Regions from separate parts of the Mus musculus genome. Here region 2 is linked to region 1. The links are chromatin contacts, called in public HiChIP or PLAC-seq maps. All regions are on one chromosome and are shown on one strand. Each heading gives the region's core, a stretch centred on a gene start, on an enhancer-like site or on the middle of the called end of the contact. The rest is flanking DNA. Distances are from core to core; before and after follow the strand shown.

What was found. HiChIP or PLAC-seq counts read pairs in DNA pulled down with a chosen protein or histone mark.
Region 2: an H3K4me3 HiChIP or PLAC-seq map of pro-B cells shows a contact between it and region 1, with 5 times the contacts expected there. The contact joins the promoter of Cab39l here to the promoter of Ift88 in region 1. A contact is called at or near these places in 2 of 39 promoter capture datasets (hippocampal neurons and pre-B cells), 2 of 115 datasets of contacts at active chromatin or transcription factors (astrocytes and pro-B cells) and 1 of 9 other capture datasets (adipose tissue).

What each region holds. Positions count from the first base shown.
Region 1 is chr14:57,420,508-57,427,615 of GRCm38.p6, forward strand. It overlaps Ift88 (intraflagellar transport 88), which reads left to right and starts at 3,564. Exons shown (of 26, transcript NM_009376.2): 1 at 3,564-3,680.
Region 2 is chr14:59,437,229-59,443,939 of GRCm38.p6, forward strand. It overlaps Cab39l (calcium binding protein 39-like), which reads left to right and starts at 3,735. Exons shown (of 11, transcript NM_026908.4): 1 at 3,735-3,790. It overlaps Gm45935 (predicted gene, 45935), which reads right to left and starts at 3,652. Exons shown (of 24, transcript NM_001320725.1): 1 at 3,359-3,652; 2 at 209-537. The coding sequence starts at 224. Setdb2 (SET domain, bifurcated 2) reads right to left here and starts at 3,652. Exons shown (of 14, transcript NM_001320720.1): 1 at 3,359-3,652; 2 at 209-537. The coding sequence starts at 224.

The DNA of each region.
Region 1 (7,108 bases), core at 2,314-4,813:
CTCTCTCTCTTTCTCTCTCTCTCTCTCTCTCTCTCTTGTCCTCAGGTAACAGGCACACACATGATACACAAACATACATGCAGGCAAAACATCCATACATATAAAATAAATTAACTTTTTCTTTAAAAAAGTGAGAAACGAAGGAAGAGAAGGGGGAAAAAAGAAAAGAGCAGGCATAATATACTGCTTTGTTGACTAGTATATGCAGTGAGTAACTTTCTATTTGGGATCATTACTTTTCTCTTTTTCCTTTTGTGTATGTGTGTGTGTGGGGAGAAGTTGGTGGCGGCGGCGGCGGCAATGAGACATGGTCTCACTCTTCATCTCAAGCCGGCCTCAAAGTCATAGCAATTCTCCTACCTCAATTTCCTGAGTGCTAGGACTCGAGAAGTGAGCCACCACATGTAGCTTATTTTCTTTTCACATATACCTTTGAGTTGGATTACCTTGTCATCAGAAGGCTAAGATGGTGCCTTTTTCATCCTTTGAAAAATCAATACCAGGCTGGGGATGTAGCTCAGAGGCAGAGCACACACCCAGGATGTGTGAAGCACTGGGTTTGATGACCTGCATTTAAAAAAGTCAAGAAGTCAAGAGTGACCTTTAGTCATCCATCTTAATGCGGTCTGACTGGTCAGCAGTGTGCTATGAAATGAACACTGAACCCCTTTGATATAAATTCTCTGAACAGAACTGTTATCTTTATTCACTGCCTTTGGGCCATGCAGTGTGGGTACAGCTTGCAGCACATCATGGCTCCTTGAGTAGCTCATGTTAATTTCAGCAAGTTAGTGGCTGTGGTTTTAATGATGTGACTAGATCCTTCTACTAAGGTAATTTACAGTCCGGTATCCACTTATTTTTGAACAGATTGAAATTAATGGCAAGATTAGTTTAACCTGTAGCTTAGAAGTAAGAAATTCTGCAAATCCGAGCTTTGGATTAAAATATGAGTGCACTCTTTATTTCCAATATAGGATCCAAATATTTATCCAAAGGTCAGGAGATTTCTTTGAACTTTTATTTTTATTGGTTTCAGTAGCAAAAAATAGTGTTTATCTTTTTTAAAAAAGATTTATTAATTTATTATATGTAAGTACACTGTAGCTGTCTTCAGACACACCAGAAGAGGGGCATCAGATCTCATTACAGATGGTTGTGAGCCATCATGTGGTTGCTGGGATTTGAACTCACGATCTTCAGAAGAGCAGTCGGTGCTCTTAACCGCTGAGCCATCTCTCCAGCCCCCAGTGTTTATCTTTTTAAAGAATTATTATTTAGTGAGATCCTAAATTGGAGACAAAGTCTTAAAAAAAGGTATTATGATCATTTAAAACATTTAACTGGACTTAATAGTATTTTCTGGATAGCATAGGTGACAGTTCCTCTAGTGGTTACTAAATGTCTTATTAGAGTCACATGTTTATAGTGTTTAATCTGCAAGGCTGGTCTTGAACTCAGAGATCTGCTTTTCTCTGTCTCCTGGAATTAAAGGCATGTTCCACCTTGCCTGGGCCCAGCTTTTCTTTAACTGAAACTTGTTCTGTAGCAGGCTGGCCTTGAACTAAGAGATCTCCTTGCCTCTGTCTCCTGGGATTAAAGGTGTGTACCAACATGTCTAGGCCTAAGCTTTTTATGATCACTATTCCTCAAGATCCAGACCAAAATACTGTGTCATCCCAGGCCAAGATTCAGATCAAAAGCCTGTGTCTTCAGCTTCAAGATCTGGATCACAGATGTACCCTCCATCTCTGGATTGTAGTTCATTCCAGAAATAGTCAAGTTGACAATCACAGATAGCCATCACATGCATTTTGATGGTATTTACCCACCCTCATTACTATCTCTTGTCTTTTTTGCCGTTCTACATCCCCCTATTCCAAAAATACATCTTGCTCACTCACTCACAATCTTACAAACTATCTTTTCTTAGGAATTACTGAATCCCCAGTGTGTATCTCTAGATGGGCATCTTTTTCTGAGCTTTAATGATTATGATGATGCTGGAATCCAAATTAGGGCCTTGAACACGGCAAGCAAATGTTCTAACACTAAGTTACATTCCCAGCCCTCTCCTCTGAGCTTTATATTGTTATATACAATTGCTTACTCAGTATCTCTTCTTGCACATTCTTTAGGCATCTGACACCTGATGTGTTCTCCCTCAAACCTGTTTTTCCTTTAGTGTTCTTCATGTTCACACATGGAACTCTTTCACTCCATACCCACTTCATGGGACTCAGGCTTGTCTGCTACCCATCCCACTTTATATGTAACTAATTACATATGTTGACAGTTTATTTGATAATTAGTGTGGGAACAAATAAGAAAATATGTTGCCTGATGAACCTTTATTTTAACAAAAACATAATGTCTTCTTCTCAGACAAGGACTGGGTACCCTGAATGTACAGTCATTTAAAAAAAAAAAAAGTTCAGTGCTGGACAATGGTGGCACACACCTTTAATCCCAGCACCAAGGAGTTTGAGGCTAGGCTGGTGTACAGAGAGCTCCAGGACATCCAGGGCTACACAGAGAAACCCCGTCTCAAAAGACAAGCAAACAAACAAACAAAAAAAAAAAAAGAAAAAAGAAAAAAGAAAAAGAAAAAGATTGACTCTAGTATTTATCTTTCTTTTTTGAAGTGCAGTAACTTGTGATTCCAGTATTTTTTCTTTCTATATTGAAGTGCAGTAACTTAAAATATCCCCATGATGTTCACTAATTAACGTAACAACTACTTATTGACACACAGTTGCCAGATACTGTCAGTTACTGTACGATATACCCCACTTGCAAGGTAACCTTCTGAATGCTGATACAACACACCTGGATCAGAGATAAAGAGGTTTAGTCTTCAAAACACACCAAGTAGCCCGAACCTGACCAATCTAATAGTTTGTCCCCTACATCTGTCCCCACCCCCATCCGTGGGAGGCTAAGGTGGATGTTACATATTCAATGACTTTCTGACACAACTGAACAATAAAGGTTAGTAAACTTCAGTTTTTTTATAACGGGCTTCAAGTCAACATGCCCAACATTTGCTCCGGAAAGAAATATTATTTTGTCTTTAAGACAGGGTGTCCCCTGCTGGTCTTGTACTCCTGAGCGTCATCTCTACTCCCATTGCAGATGTGCGTCATCATAGCTGGCATTACATTACCTTTACTTTTTAATTTTCAGATTAAATTTATTTAGAGAGAACCCAGACAGGATTAATATGACAAATTTATGGGACGACGCGTACAATTCTACGCAATGTTCCACAGAAAACAGTCTTCCAAGGTTCCCAAGCCGCGTAGTGGCTCTGGGACACATTCTATTCATCCGGGCCATCTTGCTCTGGTCTCCAGCTTTGGGGATGGCTGCCTCGGGGTTCACTCGACCTTGGTTTCCTTCTTGTGATTACTCCTACACCTGTAGCATCTCCTGGACCACCATAAACATTGGGCCAGCCTCGAGAATCACTCCGCTGTTGGCGGACCACAGGTCCCAGCAGCCCTGCACTTCCGGTCACGAGCTTCCGGCCTCGCCCACGCGGCGCGGAGGCCTGTGGGAGCGGCTTCCTTGGAGTCGCGCCTGGCAACGGCTGGGCGTCCCGCTCTGGCCTGCCTAGGATCAGGCGTCGCTTCTTCCCTCGGCCCACTCGTGGTCAGCCCGCTCCTCCTCGGCGCGAGGTAGGAGAAGCGCCCGGCCCCTCGCGGCCACCCTCCCTGCTGCCCTCTCCCTGCCCCGTGCGTGAGCGGCGGCGGGGTCGCGAGGGCAGGCGGGCTGGCGGCGCCCAAGCCCGGCTCCTGGCGACTGCGCTTCCGTAGCCAACACTTGGATGGTGCTCCTCTCAGGGGGTGGACTTCCCGCTCCACCCGGCACGGCTACCCGGGCTAATGTCACACGGCTTGGCGATGCCATGGCAGCAGTGAAACTTTTAGAGTTTCACAGTAGGTTACAGCGAACATTTCTAATACTTGCATCCGGTGAAGCTTTGATTACCTAGTAATCGGGAGTAAAAGCAAAAGTACAGAAAAGAATGAATAAATCACAGTCTTATAAAGATAAAAACATATCTTCTGGGAATTGATTCTAGGACACCCAGTTTCCCTGGATACCAAAGTTCCCAGGTGCTCTTTCACATATATACGATGGTATATTTGTATTGTATATAAGCCATTTTCCCATTTTTGTTATCTTAGACTGTTTATTGCTCTATAATTAATTGTTATGCCTAATTGTTCAGGGAATAATGAAAAGCACGCTCGGGAGGCTGGGGGCGGGGGGGGGGGGGGGGAGCCTGTGCATGTTCAGTTCAGATAAAAAATTTCTCCCAAATGTTTTCAGTTTCTAGTTGGTTGAATCTAAGGATGCACAGACAAAAGATATCTGACTACTGTTTTCCCAAAAGCCTAAAATTCCACTTTTCCTTTTTATCTTCAACTCTGGTTGGTAACTTTGGAGAAACTACAATAGGCATTTTGAGTGTGAACTGTATCAAGGTAGAAGTATATAAAAAGGACTTTGCCATGTAAAATAGTTTCACTGGCAATATTGAAGTGACAGCATCCCAAATTATTTTTGAACCACCTTGGAGAATATAGAAATACTGAGTTGTATTATTTCTTAGCCATTCATAGTTGTTAGTAAAGGATAATTCATTTACTATTTCCTAGCCTTGCTTTCTACATCTTTAAAATTTTGTGTATTCCACTATTGGTCTGTCTCCCAGGTGTGTGTGTGTGTAAATCTGGTTAAAAGCCAGAAGAAAGGTCTAGTTCTAAAAGCTGATTGTTTCAATACCTTATGAATAAACGAAAGTGAGATCAGAAGAGTTTGTAAGGAGGGAGCTTTTGAGTATATGATTTGAAAGTGTGATCGATGGAGCAGCAGCTTCAGCATCCATCCCTTGGGAACCTATTGATCAACATTCTGGGGCTGTGGAGATGCTCAGTTGGCAAAGTGTTTGCTGCAGAAGCCTAAGGTCCTGAGTGATCCCTAGCGCCCACTTAACCTAATGTGGTGGCTGGGGGAGGCAGGAGGATTTGTGCTGCTCACTGGTTAGCTAGCTTGGCTGAATCTGGCCCCAGGTCCTCCTTCCCAGGGGGAGATCTTACCTCAAAAAACAAGGCAGGCAGTGCCTAAAGAGGATGACCTCTGTTTCCACATGCACACATTTACACCTGTACACACACACACAGAAGCTGTCATACCCACAACAAGGAATTCACATCCTGCCTGGGCAGAATAACTCATACCTGTTATCCCAGTGCTTGGGATGTGGGAGCAAGAGTTCAATGTCAGCCTTGTCTACATGTTGAGTTTAAAGCCAGCCAAGGCTACACAAGACCTTGTCTCAGAAACAAAACAACCCTCCCCTGCAAAGAAATCCCAATACATTTCCTCTCTGAGGGATCAAGGAATCTCCTTCACATAAGATTTTCTGAATCGGAAGCACTGGTGGCTGAGGGGCTGAAATGAAAAGCTGTAAGCTGCTGGCTTGTGCTCTGGTTTGAGCCACTGGTTTAGCAGAGAATGTCCCTCTTATCTGAGAGGGACATAGTCCAAGGCCCCTAGGGAAGTTTGAAACCTCATCAAACACAACCTTTTGTTTTGTTTTGTTTCGTTTTGTTTTGTTTTTTGAGACCGGGTTTCTCTGTATAGCCCTGGCTGTCCTGGAACTCACTTTGTAGACCAGGCTGGCCTCGAACTCAGAAATCCGCCTGCCTCTGCCTTCCAAGTGCTGGGATTAAAGACGTGTGCCACCACCCACCACACCCGGCTAAACACAACCTTTAGTACACTTTTTTTTTAATATACATACTTATGATAATATTTAAACTATACAAGGCACTGTAAGACATTAACAGTAAGAGTAAAAGAAAAGTACTTATAATACTATATTGAGATGCAAGTAATATAAATATGGTTTGTTGCTCTAACTTTTTATTTATTATTTATTTATTTATTTTCTGCTGTCCTGTTTTCCCAGTGCTTGGGATGTGATAAATTGAGTTGACACTTAAAGGAAATACTTTATGGCTTCCCTTTGACATGCTTGATTGCTAACATCTCTGTTCCTGTCCAGTGATTAGCAAGATAACAGTGATAACAAGATAACAAGATACCAGAGCAGTTAACCTGGTAACAGAGATAGCTGCTATTGACTTTTGGGCAGGTAGTCTATGCAGTGTGTATACGCTGGAAAAGGGAGTGGCTAACATCTCAAGAGGCATTGATTAGGATGGTGTGATATTTATCACTCTACTTAAAAAACAGGCAGCTGTTCCAGAAGCTAACACAGCGTTCCTGTTTGAACCAGACATTTCATGCCTAGGTATATACCCAGTAGAACTGAGTGTATATTCACCTATGGCTAGAGACATGGCTCAGCAGTTAAAGGCACTTGCTGCTTTTCCAGAGGTCTTAAGTTTCCAGTACCCATGTTGGCCAGCTCCTAACACAGACACATACATTTTAAAAAGAAAACATATTCAGGTAAAAACTTGCATATAAACATTCATAAGAGGGTTATTCATAAGAGCCCAAGGTAGAACCAACCCAATATTCATCTCCTAAAGAATAAAGAAGTCAAATGTTGTAATTTTATTATTCAGTCATGAAAAAGAATGCAATATAATGAAACTGTATCACAAACCCTGAAAACATGCTAAATAAAAGAAGCCAGACATAAATGCCACATACTGTATGGTCTCTTGCACATGGAATCTTAGCTAATCTATAGAGGCAGGAAGTCATTTAGTGGCTTTCAGGCGCTTGGGGAAAAGGAGGGATATGGGATAACTGTCAAAGAGCCTCAGGTTTTTGTTTTTATAGGATGAAGAAAATGTAATGGTTATACACTGTTTGAATATACTGGAAGCCAATGAATAACAGTAGCAAAATTATAGTTATGAAGTAGCAATGAAAATAATTTTATGATTAGGGTTCATCACAACATGAACAACTGTATTGAAGAGTTGCAACATTGGAAATGTTGTGAACCGCTGTTTTAAGAACTGAAGTAAACAGTGAACAAGGTTCACTATTATATTGACCCAGAAAATGCTACATAACTATACAAACCAAGAGGTCCAGATCTCAGTGTTCTATTGGG
Region 2 (6,711 bases), core at 2,485-4,984, 2.0 Mb after region 1:
ACCAGTCTTCACAGCTTCCTCTACCTCCAACTCTGTGCCCCACTCACTTCAAGCCATTCCAGGCGGTGCTGGCTCCCCACACACCCAATGGGGTGGGAAGAAGAAAGAGAAATCATAGAGAGTGAAATACACACTGAAATTCAGCGATTTAGAATAAATGTATAGAAACATTTAAATACAATGTTTAAAAATTAGTTATTTGACCCACCATTTTTTTCTTCCATCTTTTGGTGTTGCTTATATAAAATTCTTCAAAATGAAGTTAATCAAAACTAAATGGGCTCCAACTGCAGTCTCTATGAAATCTGTAGTCCCCAAAGAGAGTATCTCGTTAGGCCACTTCCTAATAGTCTTTAGTATTTGAATTTGCAAATAGAAACTGTGCTTGAATAGACTTTCAGAATGACTACTAGTCCAAGAAAAACAGGCACAGCATCTTCTTCAAGGCCAGGTTGAAAGCCGGATCAGGACTACTGACAATGTCTTTTTAAAATTAAAGTTCATCCCATGTTTTGGTCCACAAATGCATGAAACACTCTGCAGCGAAAACAAAGGACAGTGCATATTTACAAAGAAAACAACTTCATCTTTAAAAATAATATAAAGCATTATGAAAAAATATACATTAACTGGAAAAAAAATCAACAGAACATCAAAATTAGGACAAGTATAGAAAAGAATAGCTCATGATCCTATCATCTATATTTAATATGTTAAAACTTGTATTACCAACCAACAAACTATCCATTTTATCTTAATATATCATAGAAACTTTTAAAAGTAGGAATAATAATGGTAATTGTCTCATATGCTGTTATGAGGATGAGATTATCACTTTGATATTTGACACATAGGAAGGATTTCATAAATGATAGCAATTATCCTCTTAGTGTATAATTTTAAAATTTTAGATTTTAGTGTATATTCTTTTTCCATGCTCACAATAGTATATTCTATTTTCTGCCCAATTACTACTATCGTTATATAAGTAAATGGCTAAATTATATACTTTGGACAATAATTCACACACTGAAGGTTTTAATACATTTAAAAAATTATTGTTATTATAAAGTTTTGTATATTTTTTTGTTACACATAATGCTTGAATAAACATTTTGTGCACTTTTCTGATATTTCCTTAGGATATATATCTAGTGATGGCAGTAATAAAATTTTTTTGAATTATCAAAGTGTTAGTCAATACCTGGTAAATTTTTCTGTCTTTTCCACATCATAAGCTTGAAGGGTGTTAGAAGGCTTTTTTTGTTGTTTTGTTTTGTTTTGTTTTTGTTTTTCAAGACAGGATTTCCCTATATAGCCTGGCTGTCCTGGAACTCACTCTATAGATCAGGCTGGCCTTGAACTCAGAAATCTGCCTGCCTCTTTCCTCCTAAGTGCTGAGATTAAAGGCGTGCACCACCACTGCCCAGCAATGTTAGAAGGCTTTAAAACACTGTATACAATCATGTTTAAAACTAAAAGGGAACTCCCAACAGATAGTCTGCGAGATCTCTATGAGGAAATGAAACTTAAGATAATGCCAATGAACATCATAACACAAAAGGATGGCAGGAAACTCCCCAAGGGGATGTGAATTCTGAAATACATGAAGAAGGTTGCATTGTGGATAAGATGTAACAAGCACACTAAACTGCTGGGATTGTGCTTAAGAGAATTAATATTTTAAAATAAATTTGAATATATTGGATCCTTGTAGGGCTAAAGAAAGGTACAATTCTGAAAAATAACCAATTAGGGATCACGGATATAAGAAATGTTCTTCAAATATACGGATTAGGTGAAAATAACACACCAGACTCATGGGAAAAGCCCCTTAGAACCCTAGAAAATCACACCTAGTAATTTATGGGGAAAATAAAGAAATGAGGTGATAATGACCAAGAATTCCTTAAAACAGGAAAGCACTCTGTTGTCCACTGAGTACCAAGTGGAATACAATTTTTCTCTTTTTCCTTTTGAGAAAGGCTCGCCTTGAACTGGTTATGATACTGAGTATAGCCTTAAACTTCTGATCCTTTTGCCTCTACCTCCTAGGCACTGGGATCAATGGCATGTGCCACCACACTGGACTTATGTAGTGCTCAGATTCCAAACCAGGGCTTTGCACAAACAAGGCACGTATTCTGACTGGGCTATGGTTCCAGCCCAGAATATGCTTGACATATACCACTAACTGTGATATGCTTCAGAACACCAAAATGTTCTTAGAAACTTGAAAATCTGTTAGCCAAAAAGAAGTATGTATCACATTGGCAATGAGACTCACCAGAAATGCAAACTGTTAAAAGGGAAACATAAGCTATACACTGTACTTCAGCCAGGCAACCTTTCCACTGTAAAATTAATACTACAGATATCCAAGTGCCACAAAGAGACATTGCCAAGCTGCCTTCCACCTTAGATTCTAGTAACTTCCACCTCAGTACACTCACTCAGCCTGACACCTCAGGAAAGGGCAGGTGGGGACAGGAGGACCAGTAGCTCAAAGCCATCCTGGTCTACTAGGCTGGACTTCCACATAGCAAACAGCAACTAAAGAAAAAGCTCTCACCAGTGTAGCTTGGAAGCTAATTTACAAAAGAAAAAAAATTGCCAAAAAAAGTTAAGGAAATTTAAAGCTTATCTTCCAAAGACAACACTAATATTTCACTGTTAGTGTACTTTTTATTTGTTTGTATGTTTTGTATTTTGAGACAACGTTTCTCTGGGTAACCCTGGCTTTCCGGGAACTCAATCCGGAGAGAACTCAAGAGATCCGCTAGTCTCTGCCTCCCCAGCCACCATCTCCCAGCTTGCCAGGAGAATTTTATTTAAATTTGGTTCTTTGCCAGTCTCAAACTTTCATCTGGCCAAACATACAGGCAACTTCATTTAGATCTAAGTTTCCTTTTTACTTGGAGGAAAAAGAAACTAAAAAAACTAAGATACCACTATCTCGTTGGTTCTTTGATAGGCATGACATAATCGGAGCGTAAGTCAGGGTCAGGCACATTTTTAACGTGTTCGTATGTTAAACAACACAACAATGGCAAAACGCCTTCTGGTGAAGAATAGAAACCTATCCTATCGTATGTGGTAGGGTATTTGGAAGAGCTAATGGTCTGTTTACCAAATCTAAGACTAAACATAAATTAATCCTCCACTTTGGTTTTCTTCACTAACATGCAAAGAACCATGTTACTACATGCCAATCATATGATCTGTCAATCATATCCCTTTCTGCAGTGACTTTATTGATCTTGGACTGTTGAGTAGTGAGTCAGTCCGTCGCTCCGAAGATACCAATCAAGTTCAACTGATAAATAATTTCATTTGTTCATGGCCAGTGTAACCTTACCTGTGGAATGGACCAGTGTCCTGAAGATCTTGTCTGTGCTCCGCTGTCTACAGCCCATGATAGCCAAATTACTCAGAAATCACCAGCCACGAAAGTGAGCGCCGCAAGACGGTGGGGGAAACGCGACTGAGAGCCCCGGCCACCCCCGCTACTGAGACAGCGGGTTGAGGCGGCCTGGCACCCCGCGCGCCTTGCACTGTCCGCACCAGAGTCTGCAGTCCCGAGGCGGCTTCACCTCAGCGGGGGAGACATCAGCCCCAAGGGAGCTCCACACAGTTTCCGCGGCCCCGCGGCGCCGGCCGGAGCGCGCGGCCTCCTGATTGGTCGGCGACTCTCTCGGTTTGTCTCGCGCGGACTGCTACGGCCAATCGGGTTCTCGGCAGCCAAGTGAGGCACTTCGCTGGAGTGGTGGCGCAGCGCTCTCTGCCCGCGGTAGGTGTGTGGCTGCGGCGAGCCTTTTCCGGCTCTGGGAGTGTGTGTGTGGAAGGAGAGTCCTCGGGGTGACAGGAGTGTTGGGAGTGAAGGGGCGACTTAACTAGCAGGGGATTCTTCTCGCCCGCCCGGAGTCTCCTCCCTGTGTTTGGGAGGCAGGCGTGGTGGTGGTGGCGGTGGCGGTGGCCCCGGCTTGGCTTTGCTGGTCATTAGAGTCTGGCGCAGGCTTTGCTTTCCTGTCTTAACCCTGATCCCTTGGTTTCCGAGAGTTGCTCAGCAGTGTTTGTGGCGCGAAGATTCCCACCGCCGACCCCTGTCATGATTAAAGGAGGCTGGCTGTAGGATTCAACACGGGAAAGCCAGTCGTGGAAGGGAGAGGGGGCTGTCTCGACCACTGGCCTCCGGGTCGATAGAGAACTTTTCTTTTTTGTCAATTGCCAGGGGCCAACTGCGGAGCCTTTGCCCTTCTCGAGAGTTCATCCTTTGACATACATGGACAGCAGGTTGTGTGAGAGTAGTTTTATTCATAAGCATGCCGCCAGCATTCATTCAATGACGTTAGAAAAAAAGAGAGAAATAAAATAAAATAAAAAGGAGAAACGGGAAGTAAACTAGTGTTTGTCATGCTCCAAATTCACTTCATGCTAGGTATACATGTAGCTCAGGCAGACCGGATCTTTCTGCCACAGGAGCGCCACACCCTTACCCCAGTTTCAAAGGTGCTGATTTTTTTTTTTTTTTGTAAATTTCTCTTTACATATTTTTAACATTATAAACTTGATTTTAAAAAAAAGTTTGCAAAAAAAAAAAAGAAAGAAAAACACATCAAAATTAACCAAACCCCAAAACAATACAACTCAAATGAATACATCTATGCAATTAAAGTTGACTTTTGGAAACGAAATTGTGAAGCTTCACATTAAATTTAACACATGTCGAATATGTTTTCTGCACCTAGTCAAAACCAACCAAACAAGAAAGCCATGACAGCTTTGTACATTTCTGGGTCTGCGATGCTATGCGGGCTGGCTTTATGGAACAGGGTATTATTTAAGGAGGGTGTTGGAGTTTGGGAAGAGCAAGACACTGTACTTTCCTCTTTCCAGTTTTCTCTTGGGGAAAAAAAAGTAGAAAAGGAAGTAGAAAGCATTCTTTTTTTTTTTATTATTTGAAAGAAGCTGCCAGATCTGAAAATCTAGCCTGTTAGAGACAAATATTTTGTGATTCACTTATAACAGTTTTGATAAACTTAACACCAGTATCTTCACTTTTTATTTTATTTCAAGGTTGAATAACTTAAGTTATTCAAGGTTAATTGGTTTGTTTTTTTGTTTGTTTGTTTGTTTTTTTGTTTTGTGTGTGTGTGTGTGTGTGTGTGTGTGTTCTTTGTGGGTTGGTTTTTTTTTTTTTTTTGGTTTTTCGAGACAGGGTTTCTCAGTGTAGCCCTGGCTGTCCTGGAACTCACTTTGTAGACCAGGCTGGCCTCGAACTCAGAAATCTACCTGCCTCTGCCTCCCGAGTGCTAGGATTAAAGCTGTGCGCAAGGTTAATTGGTGATTCCGCTGAGTTGACAATAAAGGAGGGGGATATTTTGTGACAGAAAGAACCAAACACAAACAGTGCACACACAAAAAATTGACTTTCTTACTTTACTTTTTTTTTTTTTTTTTTTTTTTTGACTTTTCAGGGTTTTTAATAGTCACATGCAGAGGTCTGGTTCATTTCAGCTCCTTCACTGCCAAACCTGGGGGTAGGGACTGCTTCAGCTTCTCTGCCTTCTCCTTGTCTGTGATAACCAGGGTCTTACTTTACTTTTTAAAGTCACAGCCCATACTAAATTTTTCTCAAACAGAAAGGGTGATTAGTCATACTTGAGTATGAGTTGGTGATCACAGTTTGTATTACTGTTACTGGTCCATAAACCCACTGACTTAATTTTCCTGTTTTCAAAAGAATTAAGAAACAGTTTGGTAAAGGGAAGTGTGTTTATTTCTAGATTAGCTGATAGCAGTGGTGGGAGAACAGTCTAAATTCCTCCTTGCTATGCCAGTGGTCTTCTTAATTTGCAGAAAGGTTTGGGATAAAGGTTAGAGCATGTGAAAATTGAGGTATAAGACAGGTCTTTAAAATGTTAAGATTTCATTGATGACTGTCACCAAAAGCATTGGTCATTTTGACCTTTAGACTTGTAAGTATTTTTAGTTGCACTGTTTATCCCCATAATGAATTTATATTGATTGAAACCAGAAAGTAAATGGTAAATGTACCAAGTTAAAAATACAGTGTACACGAAAAACCAAAAAAAAAAAAAATACAGTATACAAATTCAAATTGTCCCTCAAATGATATTTTATATGATCAATTCTTATTAAGGTATCTCTAGCCCTTTAAAAATAATTTTAAAGGGCTGAGAGTCTGGCTCATTGGTATATCATGTACTGAGCACGCAAGAGAATCCTGGGTTCAATACTCAGCACACAATTAATTAAAATGTCATGGGAACCCCCATAAATTAGTGTGATTTACATGGTGGGCTATTTGGATTGTTTAGGTTAAAAAAAAAGTTTTAGGAGCATATATATCATCTCTCCCTCCTTCTCTCACAGCGCTTAGGGTCAAGGTCAGGGCCTTGTGCATGCTAGGCAAGCACCTGGTCTCTCTTCCTCATCCTAGCTCTATTTGCCTCCTGTCCCTTTAGATACTAGGGATTAAATATAGGGCTTCCTGGGAAGTCTTTGTTGTCCTTGTTGCTGGTTTACTTTGCCACTTTCACCAAGTAGCTCCACCTTAGGAGCTGATTTAGCTACCTTATATCATGCTATGTATATATGCGGCATTCCTAAATGGAAAGGTAAAATTTATTTTGCTAGAGGAAAAATATTGGCGAGTGGTAATAGCTGAATTTTGTGCCTTAGTATATT